Regions from separate parts of the Macaca mulatta genome. Here region 2 is linked to region 1. Evidence: chromatin contacts called from public Hi-C data. All regions are on one chromosome and are shown on one strand. Each heading gives the region's core, a stretch centred on a gene start, on an enhancer-like site or on the middle of the called end of the contact. The rest is flanking DNA. Distances are from core to core; before and after follow the strand shown. Region 1 holds the start of RPL3 (ribosomal protein L3). Region 2 holds the start of CBX6 (chromobox 6).

Evidence for each region. Hi-C and Micro-C count contacts between places; a contact is called where the count stands out from the background.
Region 2: a contact with region 1 is called in a Hi-C map of liver, with 4 times the contacts expected there. The contact joins the promoter of CBX6 here to the promoter of RPL3 in region 1. A contact is called at or near these places in 4 of 14 Hi-C or Micro-C datasets (cortical neurons, fetal cortex germinal zone, fetal cortical plate and 1 more).

Annotation. Positions count from the first base shown.
Region 1 is chr10:12,237,868-12,244,365 of T2T-MMU8v2.0, forward strand. It overlaps RPL3 (ribosomal protein L3), which reads left to right and starts at 3,743. Exons shown (of 10, transcript NM_001193554.1): 1 at 3,743-3,764; 2 at 4,700-4,892; 3 at 5,731-5,899. The coding sequence starts at 3,762. It overlaps LOC114670668 (small nucleolar RNA SNORD43), which reads left to right and starts at 4,249; the gene lies at 4,249-4,312. LOC114670696 (small nucleolar RNA U82P) reads left to right here and starts at 6,467; the gene lies at 6,467-6,498.
Region 2 is chr10:12,647,403-12,653,900 of T2T-MMU8v2.0, forward strand. CBX6 (chromobox 6) reads left to right here and starts at 4,088. Exons shown (of 5, transcript XM_015150377.3): 1 at 4,088-4,182; 2 at 4,359-4,402; 3 at 4,555-4,620; 4 at 4,766-4,832. The coding sequence starts at 4,114.

The DNA of each region.
Region 1 (6,498 bases), core at 2,493-4,992:
GAACGAATTCCTCATTTGACAGATAAGGAAACTGAGGCCTAACCCAGTGTTGTGATGAATCCCTACTTTTTTTTTTTTTTTTTTTTTTTGAGACAGAGTCTCACTCTGTCGCCCAGGCTGGAGTGCAGTGGCCGGATCTCAGCTCACTGCAAGCTCCGCCTCCCGGGTTCACGCCATTCTCCTGCCTCAGCCTCCCGAGTAGCTGGGACTACAGGCGCCCGCCACCTCGCCCGGCTAGTTTTTTGTATTTTTTAGTAGAGACGGGGTTTCACCGTGTTAGCCAGGATGGTCTCGATCTCCTGACCTCGTGATCCGCCCGTCTCGGCCTCCCAAAGTGCTGGGATTACAGGCTTGAGCCACCGCGCCCGGCCTTTTTTTTTTTTTTTTTTTAAATGAGACGGAGTTTCACTCTTGTTGCCAAGGCTGGAGTGCAATGACGTAATCTTGGCTCACTGCAACCTCCGCCTCCTGGGTTCAAGCAATTCTCCTGGTTCAGCAATTCAGCTGGTTACAAACAGCATGCAGTTACAAACAGCATGCAGTTTATACAGCATTTTCACTTAACACCTTCCCCTTACCTCTATCTGGTAGCCTTCATTTAACCCGGAACTCAGGGCCTCAATCCCTTGTACAGTCTGTATTCCACACGACTGGCTGGGGGCTCAGGTGTTCCTCACAGACAAGGAACCAGTCTTCTGGTTGGCCACTCCCAGATTCCCTAGCTTGGAACACACATTCAGATGCATCTGCCATACAAGGTCATTCTAAGGGTATGCTTAAGTTATTGCTATTAGGTGCGTTTACCCTACACCTAGTGAGCTACTTGTACGCTGGCAAGGCAATTCAGGTCTACTGATGCTCTCTTCTCTCTTGACTGGAAAGGGAATTCCTGAGGGAGAATAGTTTGCCCAGGACCCTTAGTGGCATTGCTTCTTTTGGAACCTTCATTACAATTTTAAATTGTCTTATTTGGTCTGTGACGGCAGCCATCTTATTCTCCTCTATATTCCCGCAGCCTGGTGCAGGACCCAGCACAGAGCAGGCCTGCAGTAATAATTTCTTCTTGCTCAGGATTCCAAAGCCCCTTTTCCAGTGAGGTTATTGATCCCTGAGTCTGATGCCATGAAAACCCAACCTGGAGTCAGATAGACTTGAGCTCTGTCCTTCACTAATTATGTGACTTTGTCAAGTTATTAACCTCTTGGATGGAAGTTAATTTTCTACGTAAAAAGGGGGCATATAGGTAGGTTATAATCCTTTGCATCCTGAATTTTTTTTTTTTTGAGACTGAGTTTTGCTCTTGTCACCCAGGTTGGAGTGCAATGGCATGATCTTGGCTCACTGCAACCTCCACCTCCCAGGTTCAAGCAATTCTCCTGCCTCAGCCTCCCAAATAGCTGGGATTACAGGTGCCTGCCACCACCCCTGGCTAATTTTTGTATTTTTACTACAGACGGGGTTTCACCATGTTGGCCAGGCTGGTCTCAAACTCCTGACCTCAGATGATCCACCCACCTTGGCCTCCCAAAGTGCTGGGGATTTGGCATGAGCCACTACACCTGGCCTTATTTTTTTATTTTTTTATTTTTTGAGAATCCTGATTGGTCACCTAAGCTGGAGCACAGTGGTGCAATCTCGGCTCACTGCAACCTCTGCCTCCTGATTCAAGCAATTCTCCTGCCTCAGCCTCCGGGGTAGCTGGGACTACAGGCGTGCAGCCACAACCGGCTAATTTTTGTATTTTTAGTAGAGACGAGGTTTCACTGTGTTGGTCAGGCTGGTCTCAAACTCCTGACCTCAGGTGATCCACCCCTATCGGCCTTCTGAAGTGTTGGGATTACAGGCATAAGCCACCGTGCCCGGCCTGTATCCCGAAATTTTAAAACGCTTCTTAAATTATTTGGCAGCAAAAAGTAAACTGATGCATTTTTTGGGCAGCAAAGTCAGCCTTGAACTGATGTGAGTCTATTTATATTTATCCCACTCAATGTGAATATTCATGTTTCCTTACAGAATATTGTTTTTCTTTAAAGAGTACTGGATTACATAATATACAGTGGGTGCACCATAGTACCTTTCTAAAACTAAAAAAATGCTGAATTTTGAAACATATGTGGCCCCCAGGATTTCTAATAATGGATTGAAGATCTATCAGTTATGTCCTTTGGGGATGGTGTGAGGATTGAGATTTTTTTTTTTTTTGAGACGGAGTCTCGCTCTGTAGCCCAGGCTGGAATGCACTGGCAATCTCAGCTCACTGCAACCTCCGCCTCCTGGGTTCAAGCGATTCTCTCGCCTCAGCCTCCCAAGTAGCTGGGATTAAAGACGCACACCATCGTGCCGGGCTAATTTTTGTATTTTTGATAGAGACGGGGTTTCGCCAGGTTGGCCAGGCTGGTTTAGAACTCCTGACCTCAGGTGATCCGCCTGCCTCAGCCTCCCAAATTGTTGGGATTATGGCCGAGAGAATGTTTTTTAAACCACGGTGGGAGCGAAGGCCAGGCCCAGAATAAAAGATGACAGGGTGGGACGGAGGAAGCAGAAGGTGATATGAGAGCGTGTGCTAGGGTTCAGCCATGAGGCTGAAGTAGACGGTTAGGAGAGCGTCTTCCGTGGCCGCTGAAGTTGATGCTTAATTCCGAGGAAACGACGAGGGATCCTTGTAAAGTAACGAGATACTTGATTCTTAGATTTGTAGGGGGCCGGGCGCGGTGGCTCACGCCTGTAATCCCAGCACTTTGGGAGGCCGAGGCGGGCGGATCACGAGGTCAGGAGTTCAAGACCAGCCTGGCCAACATGGTGAAATCCCGTCTCTACTAAAAATACAAAAAAAAAAAAAAAAAAAAAAATTTAGCCGGACGCATTCCTGTAATCCCAGCTACTCGGGAGGCTGAGGCAAGAGAATTGCTTGAACCGTGACCCCGGAAGCGGAGGTTGCAGTGAGCCGAGATCGCGCCACTGTACTCCAGCCTGCGCGACAGAGCGAGACTCCGTCTCAAAAAAAAAAAAAAAAAAAAAAAAAAAAAAGATTCGTAAGGGAGGAGCCTGTAGGCAGGGAAACGGTCAGGACCCGAGTTACCCTGGAGCCCAAGCGGAGATCAGCGAAAGTCCTTGTTGATGCAGAGGTCTGGAAGGCGTGGGGCTCAGGGAGGCTGGGCAGCTGGACTCGGCATGACCCGAGGTCGTGAGGCCGTTCCGCAGGCTTGGGACGCTCCTGAGACTCTCAGAATCAAGTGCAGGCCACTGCATTAGCATGGGAGAAATGGTAGAGACAGGGCTTGAGGGAAGGATGCCCGAGATTAAAGGTATTAAAGGCAAGTTGGTGTCGCGGCAAAACCAGCGTCGGAGCCAGGAAACAAGGGTTTCAGTCTTTCCTCGCCAATTCCAGAGATAGCTGCATATCACAGGAAGAAAAGCGACGCAGCCATTTTTCTTCATTATTATCAAATTTGGCTGCTGCCGGACGCCGTAGAGTTGTGGCACACCAAACCCTCAGCCCGCTTCTCCGTGGCTTTTCATTAAGTTTGAACCCGACCCCTCGCCGTAGAGTGTCTAATTTCGGTCCCAGAAGCTGACGTCCACCTCGGAACGAAAGTTAGGCGCGGAAGAGCATGCGTAGAAATGGCGCTCGGTACGTGCCCCCCGACCCGACGTCTGCCGCGGGGGCGCGCTCGCACGCCGGAAGGGGCGGAGCCAGATCTGACTTTATATAGCGGACACCGACAACAAGTCGACCTCTACCGGCGGGATTTGATGGCGTGATGGTATGTACTGTAATGGCGTCCGATTCATTGTCACCGGCGTCGGCACGGCTGAATCCGCGACGCATCGCCGCCATCCCAGCTTGGCCGGCGCCGGGGCTTGCTCTAGGGGCACAGGCGACCCAGCGGGGGCCTCAGTCAGGCCTATTTTCTGGAAAGTCGAGAGGCTTGTGGAGAAGAGCGCTTGGAGGACTGGCTTTGGGCCTGCAGGTCGGCCAGAGACAGGCCGTAAGGGTGGGAGCAGGCTTGGAGGCCCGGCATTTTTAAAGCCATGAGTCATTGCTGAGTTTCGATCTCACCAACTCCATCATTAGTTGGGATTAGGGCCCATAAGCAGCTTGTCTGGATAGGAGGACCTTGGGTGGGGGTTCTCGGCACCGTTCTCATTGGGAGGTAAAGAAGCTTGCGGGAGGAGAATGTTGTGGAGTCCTCTTGAAATATCTGGGACCGCTTGTGCACTCCGAAGGCCTCTGGAGCTCCCAGAAGCCACAGATGATGAACTTATTGACGGGCGGACAGAAACTGTGTGCTGATTGTCATGTTCTGATTTGGCTCTGCCGAGTTCTCTGGCCTACGTGTATCGGTGTAGTTAGTGTCCGGGCGCTAGAGGCAGCCCATAGCGTAGTATTGGCTAGTTGCTACCCAGCATTTATTTGTCCCTGGAGTGCCTTTCTTTAGTGGTCAAAACCTTGCTAATTGGCACATAAAGCTGCCTGTTGAGCAGTTTTTAGTGTCACTAAGTGTATTTTTGTGTGGTGTTAGAGAAAAAAACGGATGGCTCGTTTTCTTACAGGTTGAGAGGATTTGAAATTAGATTCAGCTTAAATTTTGTTGAATACAAAAACATTCTTGACATGTGCGAGCCTGGAGGAGATAATTATCTTTTTACTCGGTTTGCTGGGTGTCTGGTGCTGACGGTGATTTTTTCCCCCCCCCAGTCTCACAGAAAGTTCTCGGCTCCCAGACATGGGTCGCTCGGCTTCCTGCCTCGGAAGCGCAGCAGCAGGCATCGCGGGAAGGTTAAGAGCTTCCCTAAAGATGATCCGTCTAAGCCGGTCCACCTCACAGCCTTCCTGGGATACAAGGCTGGCATGACCCACATCGTGCGGGAAGTCGACAGGCCAGGATCTAGTATGTACAGGCCTCCTGAAAGTTGGGGGATAGGAGTGGAGGGGGAGGGAAACTGGAGAGATGGAGTCAAGCTGTTAGCAGAGGGCAGACTTTTTTTTTTAAGCTGGAGTTACAGGTTGTCAGAACTTCTGTGACAGCGGACAACCTCAAGACTAATATTCCAAGGCTACAGATGGCCGGCACTGTTCGCTTTAGGTGCGGGAATATTCCAAGGCTACAGATGGCCGGCACTGTTTGCTTTAGGTGCGGAGTGGGGTATTGCTTTCAGAGCATAGTAAATTTGCCAGGAGCCTTAGCAAAGAGAAGTAACACTAGTATGGGGGGTTGGAGCTGCTGAGGCTGGAATAAGAAGTGCCTCATTCATGTTTTACTTGTTCACGTGCATTTCGCCTAAAAGCTTGAATAATGGCCACTTACCTGTGTGTTTTCTACTTAGAGATGTCTAACAGCACTGGTTGCTGAGCCATGGAGACATTAACGTTAGACAATTGATATTGACTCTAAACTGAGCTCAGAGCTATTTCTGTGTCCCAGTTATATTTAGGACACTTGAATTTTCCAGATAAATAGCAAATCTTGTCTGCCTCCAGAGGTTTCTGTAGAAGAGAATTGAAGCTGGACAGGTATTTGGTTATCTAGGGTCCTGATATTTTTTAAGTTAAAGAACATAAATGCACTTTGAATGAGAAGTAGGTAGTAAGGACAGCCCTGAGTGTCCAGACTGCAGGTGTGGGGCCCAGTTGCCCTTCCGGCCTAAATGGGCATTTTGCATTTTCCTAGAAAACATTACACCCCTTGCTTGGGCTCCTGCCAAGTCTGACTACTGCTTTCTTTGCAGAGGTGAACAAGAAGGAGGTGGTGGAGGCTGTAACCATTGTGGAGACGCCACCCATGGTGGTTGTGGGCATTGTGGGCTACGTGGAAACCCCTCGAGGCCTCCGGACCTTCAAGACTGTCTTCGCTGAGCACATCAGTGATGAATGCAAGAGGCGTTTCTATAAGAACTGGTGAGGGAGGAGGCCCTGCAGTCCCTAGCTTGGGAGCTGGAGAGCAGGGAGCAGTGTGTGCATGGTTTCTCAGCTCTGTAGCAGGCAGGGAGCTGCTGTCTCGGGTTTAGTTTGTCTCTTGAACAGAAAAATACCTGCGATCAGACTTTGGCCAGCCATCGGGCTTCAGCTGGGAGCTGACACCCTCATTCTGAGTCCAGGCTAGTGGGTGGTGGCTGAGGACCCAGTTGGTTGAGGAGTCCAACTAGAAACCATGAGAGGTAGCAGGATAATTCAACCCCTATAGGGGTGGCAAGGGCCTCTGGCCCTGGCTGGAGTGTCCCATTTCCTCCATCACTGAATGGGTGCTCCCCCAAGTCAGAAAGCTTGCTTTCTAGCACCCAGGAGCAAGAATTTTGTTTGAATGTTTGTAACTTAAATTAACCTTGTGGACCTCTGCTCAGCTCCGCTCGGCTCTGCCCGATGAGCTCCATCCAGGCTCCGCTTGCCGGTGGAAAAGGCTCCTTAGAAGCCGGCAATGAGCCCCATCCCCACGCGGTGCCAGTGTGTCTTCCGCTCACCCCTCGAGGGGTGATGAAGGCCTGCACCCGGCCCCCTCC
Region 2 (6,498 bases), core at 2,838-5,337, 410 kb after region 1:
ACTCCGTCTCAAAAAAAAAAAAAAAAAAAAAAAGTGCTGATTGATGTCTTATATCTCCCTAAAATGTATAAAACCAAGCTACACCCCTATCACCTTGGGTACATGTCATCAGGACCTCCTGAGGCTGTGTCCCAGGCACGTCCTTAACCTTGGCAAAATAAACTTTCTAAATTGATTGACATTTGTCTCATATAGTTTTGGTTCACAATTTCATAGGAAACTGATTTGCCGTCTGTCTGGGCAACAAGTCCCACAGGCTAAGAGATCAATTTTTTTCCTTCATGATGTTCTACCAAACCTCAGAACTACAGACTGTCAGAGGTAGAGGGGATTTTTTTCTCATAGCATAGAGACTATCTTCTCCAGGGGCTCATAAACAAGGGAAGGGCATGTGAGAGGTCCATAAATCTCTCCGAAATTTTGGAATGACTTGAAAAGAACAGATTTTCAAAACAGTCACCTGCAGCTGGTCGCAGTGGCTCACGCCTGTAATCCCAGCACTGTGAGAGGCCAAGGCGGGCAGATCACGAGGTCAGGAGTTTGAGACCAGTCTGGCCAACATAGTGAAACCCTGTCTCTACTAAAAATACAAAAATTAGCCTGGCATGGTGGCATGTGCCTATAGTCCCAGCTACTCAGGAGGCCAAGGCAGGACAAATCACTTGAACCTGGGAGGCGGAGGTTGTAGTGAGCCAAGATACACCACTGCACTCCAGCCTGGGCAACAAAGCGAGACTCCATCTCCAAAAAAAAAAAACAAAGTCATCTGCCAAAAAATGTCATAGAGCACTAAAAAGGGCCAGTTCCTCCCCCATTTTTGAAGTTGAAAAACTAAGATCCAGAGAGGAGAAAAGGACTTGGACAACACCATATGCTTACCAAAAGAAAAGGGACCCAAGCCTGGCTGCCCGCATTCCCACTTCATCTGATCACGTCCCTCCTCTACTCAAAACTCCCTCACACTTCCCACTGCCCGAGGCAAAGTCCAAACCTAGCCAGCATTCAAGGCACTTCCCAAGTTAGGCCCAACCCATCTTTCCACCGCCATCCTCTGCCGTACTGCACCAACCCAGGCCATAGCAGACTTCTTTCCCATCCCCAAAACACACTCTCAGGCTCTGATGTGTTCTGTTGTTCAAGCTGACACATCCACCCAGGACACCCTTCCCATTCTTCACTCATAGGCCAATTCCCATTTGTCTTTCCAGCCCCAAATCAGAGGTCTCCACCTCTGAGAAGGCCTCCCAGTCTCACCTCCAGGCAGTAGGTTGCTCCCCCATGTCCACCCCCAAGACATCCTGTTCAGACTCTTATGGTAAGCTTACAATGCCTCCCCCAAAGATGTCCATGCCCTAGCCCCCAGAACCTGTGGATAGGATACCTTACTTACCATCCATGTTACCCTATGGTAAGAGGGTCTTTGCAGATCTGATTAAGTTAAGGAGGTTGAGATGGAAAGATCATTCTCAATTATTTGGGCAGACCCAATGTAATCACAAGCGTCCTTATAAGAAAGAGGCAGAAGCCAGATGCGGTAGCTCACGCCTGTAATCCCAGTACTTTGGGAGGCTGAGGCGGGCGGATTACTTGAGGTCAGGAGTTCGAGACCAGCCTGGCTAACATGGTGAAATCCCCATCTCTATTAAATACAAAAATTAGCCGGGTGTGGTGGCGTATGCCTGTAATCCCAGCTGCTCGGGAGGCTGAGACAGGGAGAATTGTTTGAACCCGGGAGGCAGAGGTTGCAGTGAGCGGAGATTGTGCCACTGCACTCCCGCCTGAGTGACAGAGCAAGACTCCATATCAAAAACAAAACGAAACAAAAAACAAAAAGAAAAAGAAAAGAAAAAGAGGCAGGAAGTGAGCAAAGGGATCGTAGAAACAGAGATTTGAGTGATGAAGTCATGAGCCAAGAAATGCCAGCAACATTTAGAAGCTGGATGAGGCATGGAACAGACACTCTCCTCCAGCCTCCGAAAAGGGACCAGCCCTAAGGATACCTTTACTTGGGCCCAGTAACACTGATTTGGGACTTCCCACCTCCAGAGTCATCAGATAACAAATTTGAGTCATTTTAAGCCACTGAGCTTGTGTTAATTTGTGACAGCAGCAACACGAAACTCCTACACTTTTATTCTAGCATTAGTCACACTGTGCTTTTCTCACTCCACTGAGAACTCCTCAGCCTGGGGCGCTTTTGTTTCCTGATGGTTTAACACAAAGCCTGGTGCTTCACAAGGGCTCACAAACACTGCTGAATGAATCAACAAGTGAACTCACCTGCTTCATCGCCCGCATGTCTCCCTCAGCCCAAACACACACACTCTCATACCCACTCCACTCGCCTGCCCATCCACCACCACCCACATCTCCCAGGAGGACATTTCTATTTTTACCACAGCAGCTCACCTTGGGCTGGCCAGCAAATAGGTGTTTCCCTAGAACATACTTATTTTAAGTGAGGAGAGGGATTTCTTTCAAGGTAGTAGTTGGACAAATCTGCCGGGAGGAAAAGACTAACATTTTGATATGGTGGATTTGAAACCCAAGAATTGGCATCGTAGCACAGAAACGTAAAAATCTTTCCTAATGAGCCATTGATGTTCACAAGATACAACCCTGACTCTTCACAATCCCCATTCCTCCCAACCCCATCTCAACCCCAAGGTGGTCACTGGAAGGATGGGGAAATCTGTATTTAATGACACTGAAAGATGTCCACTTTATAGCATTAAGGGAGAAAAGCAGATTCCAGAACAGTGTGAATAGCGTGATCCCATTTTGTTAAAAAATCAAATCTACAGACAATGTGTATGTATATACATACATATACATACACAGACGTACACAGGTGTACGTAAGTTCATGTAGGCATAAAGCAGAGGCTGGAAGATTGGTGAAGATGTTAACAATGGTTTTATGGGAGTTATGGACAGTTGCTTTTTTATCTGTATTTTTAAAAATTGTTTTACAAAGAACAAGACTACTAACATAATGGGAAATAAAGTTCAAGTAATTTCAACATTTAAAAAGTGGAGCGTTTTGCGCGGCAGGGCTGTTTTTCGTGTCCATTCCCGGACAGCCCCAGCTCGATCCCCCGCCCCTCCCCAAGTAGGAAGCTGGGGTCTGGGCTCCCCAGAGCAATGGCGGAAGCTTCGCGCAGCTGCGGGCGGGGAGAGGGACGCGGCCGGGTCGGGGGGCCGGGAGGGGTGCTGGGAATCGGAAAACACAGATATGACCGCGAAGGCGGCTTCTGCCGAATAACCAGATGATGACCCGCTGTGGGCCCAAGGTGGGGTGCAGGGAGACCCGTTCCTGCCCGCGGTCCCTCTCCCTCCCTCACTGCCACACCGGACCCGCCGAGTCCTCCCCGGTCTCCCGGGCGAGGGCAGGTGTCGCCCGAGACCCCGGCCGCAGTCAGATGCCCACGGTCACCCAGGCCTTCCTCGGCCCCATTCGCTGCACACCCCTTTCCTGCGGTGGCGTTTTTGTTTTAACTCTTCTGAACTGGTTACAAAACCACACTCCCACGAATACATAAATAATGGATGGGGGGCGATGTTTTAAAGAAATTCCCGCAAGGCCTGGCAAGGCAACAGCAACTGCATTTCTGCTGCATCATTTTTAACTGTTTGCAGGCTACTGCGGGAGACGCGGGTTGGCGGAGAGACTCCGGCTCCACAGCCCTTCTCCGCCCGGGGCCTGGTGAGACTCGCGTGGGGATTAAGAGGCGAGGAGAGGGTGTCAGCGATCGGGCGCCAGCAAGATGGGGGAGGGGGTTATAAGCGTAAGGCCGCAGCGTGCCCACAAGCCGGGTACCCATCGGGTCCGCCGGCAGCTGCTCCCTCCGCCGGCGCGGCTCCTTTAAGAGCCAGCGCGCGCCCCCGCCCCGCTAGCGCCGACTTTCCCTAGCAACCGCCCCGGGAGAGGGGGAGGTCCTGGCAACCGCGCGCCTGCCGCGAGGATCACGTGACGGCCCGCAGCTGGAACGCGAGCGCGCGCCCCGCCGCGCTCCCGCCCGCCGGGGCCTGGGCGCTGCGGCGCGTGCGCGAGCGGTGCCGCACCGGCCGCGGGCGCAGGGAGTATTATGGGCTGTGGGTGCCGCTGAGCAAGATGGAGCTGTCTGCAGTGGGCGAGCGGGTCTTCGCGGCCGAATCCATCATCAAACGGCGGATCCGAAAGGTGAGCCGCCGCCCGGGGCGGGCCGCCGCTGTCCGCAGCCGGAGCCGGGGCCGGGAGCCCTCGGGGCGAAGCGGTCCCGCTAGCCCGGCTCCCTCGCCCAGCCCCGCGCCGCCGCCTCCTCGCGTCCCCGCATCCTCCCCACCCCCACCCCCGTTTTTCTCCCCTCTGTTTTTCAGGGACGCATCGAGTACCTGGTGAAATGGAAGGGGTGGGCGATCAAGTGAGTGTCGCGGGGTCCGGGGGCGTCGCGGGGGGGGAGGCAGCGGGCACCGGGGCCTGGGGTGGGGGTGCGCGCGCTTGCTCTCGCCGCGTGCCTGTCCCTCTCTGGTCTTCATGTCTTCATCCTGATTTTGAGCGTTTGTGACTCTGCAGGTACAGCACTTGGGAGCCCGAGGAGAACATCCTGGACTCGCGGCTCATTGCAGCCTTCGAGCAAAAGTGAGTTGTTGGGGAAGCTGGCAGGGGCGGCGAGGCCGAGGCTCGGCTGGGGCGCCGCGCGGGGAAGCGGGAGAGCCGGGGAGGGCATCGCGGAGTGGGGCCCGGGAAGGGGCTCTTTTTAACCTCTGGTGTTTTTCGGCCGCAGGGAGAGGGAGCGTGAGCTGTATGGGCCCAAGAAGAGAGGACCCAAACCCAAAACTTTCCTTCTGAAGGTAACCTGGCCCAGCCCCAGCAGCATCCCCTTCTCGGGCCCCCAGCCCCGGCACAGCACGGGGCCTGGAAGGGAGGGACAGATACGCGGCTGCCCAAGCGGGCGGGCCTTTCCAGAGGGGCCCCAGCTGGGCAGGGGGTGGTTGTGAGCCCCCCCAGAAGCCCCTGATGGCAAGCCTCAGCCAGCTTCACCTTCAACAAGAGGGTCCTGGGACTGGGGATAATCTTCCCTGTTGAAACCAGAGTCTGAGGGTGCCTTTAGGGCTCCAGGAAAGGGGGTGGCTGAGGAAGGTGGGGGATGCCCATGGGAAGGGGGCATTTGTTTGAGCTGTTATGACTGTGCTGGGAGTTGGAACCCAGGGGGAGAGTGAGTGGGGTCCCACCTCCTGTCAGGGCACAAGGAGAGGATTGGGGGACCACCTGCCTCCCTGCCCCCAGCTTCCTCCGTTCCCTGTCTTTCAGGATTTGTTCTTCATGGCTCCCCTCCTTTCTTGGGGATCCAACTTGAATTTGACCTCAAAATCACTTCTCTTTGAATTTATCACCCAGGCTGGGCCACTAACTTTAGGGCTCTGAGCCTTAGTTTCCCCCCACTCCCGGCCATTTCTGGAGGATGAGGATGTGGGAGTGAGAGCATAGCATATTAGCCTCTGCTAGGGAGGGAAGAACTTCCAGAGGAAGCCATCTTGGAGGATTTGGGTTTTTATTTTATTTTGACAAGAAAAAACAGAGTCTGGGAAAGGAAGGGCAAGATGGCCCTAGGTGGCAGGCAAGGCTGCAGGTGGAACTCACTGGGCCACCTGTCTCGCTGTAGTGCTACACATGCCTCAGGGCCCCCTCCCACCCGACAGCTGGTGACTTTGTGGGAGGACTCTTTTTTGGAGAAGAGAAGCAGAAGTGAAAGAAATGTGGGTTTCCAGAATTTCATATTTTTATAAACCCCACCCTCAAGCGACGCACATCCATCCAGGGAGTAACCTTAACCCTGATGCTTCTCCTGGGGAGGGATGGGCGGAGCAGCTGGAAAGCTGATGGGCTGTGTGACAGTCTCTCAGTGCAGCTGGGGCACCCTCTAGCGGTGAAGCGAGTATGACCATGAACATTGATACACAAAACGCCTTTTTTCTTGATAGTTCTTTTGGTTCCTGAGCTGGCTGTGGGCCTAATACAGGGCTGAGCCCTCAACAGTCCAAGAAGTGGGGAGTATTATCCCCATTTCACAGATAAAAAATCAAGGCCTAGGAAGGGAAAGTGACTTACCCAAGGTCCAGCGTCCTGGCTTCATCCTGTCTCCTTTTCTTCATCTTGTGCCTTGAGGAGTCCATGTCAGGTTAAGGGGGAACGGCAGATACACACAGGAAACTATGGAGGCTGTAGAGTTGGCGTGGCAGGGGATAGAGATGCAGATAGGAGAACTTTTTTATCTGGACCCTAAGAAACAGGTAGCCTGAGAGAGATGTGGATATTTGTGAGGGGCTATGGAGATTAGCTTGGGCCGAATACATTGCTCTGGGACTCCATGGGAGGCAGTATGGCAGTCAGCAAATTACGCTCCGTGCTTTCTGCCAGGAACTACTGTGAAGCAAACAGGAGCCCACGAGATAGCTTCCATCCCCCGTTTTACGCATGGGGAAACGGGGTCAGAGGTGCCCAGTAACTTGCCCACAG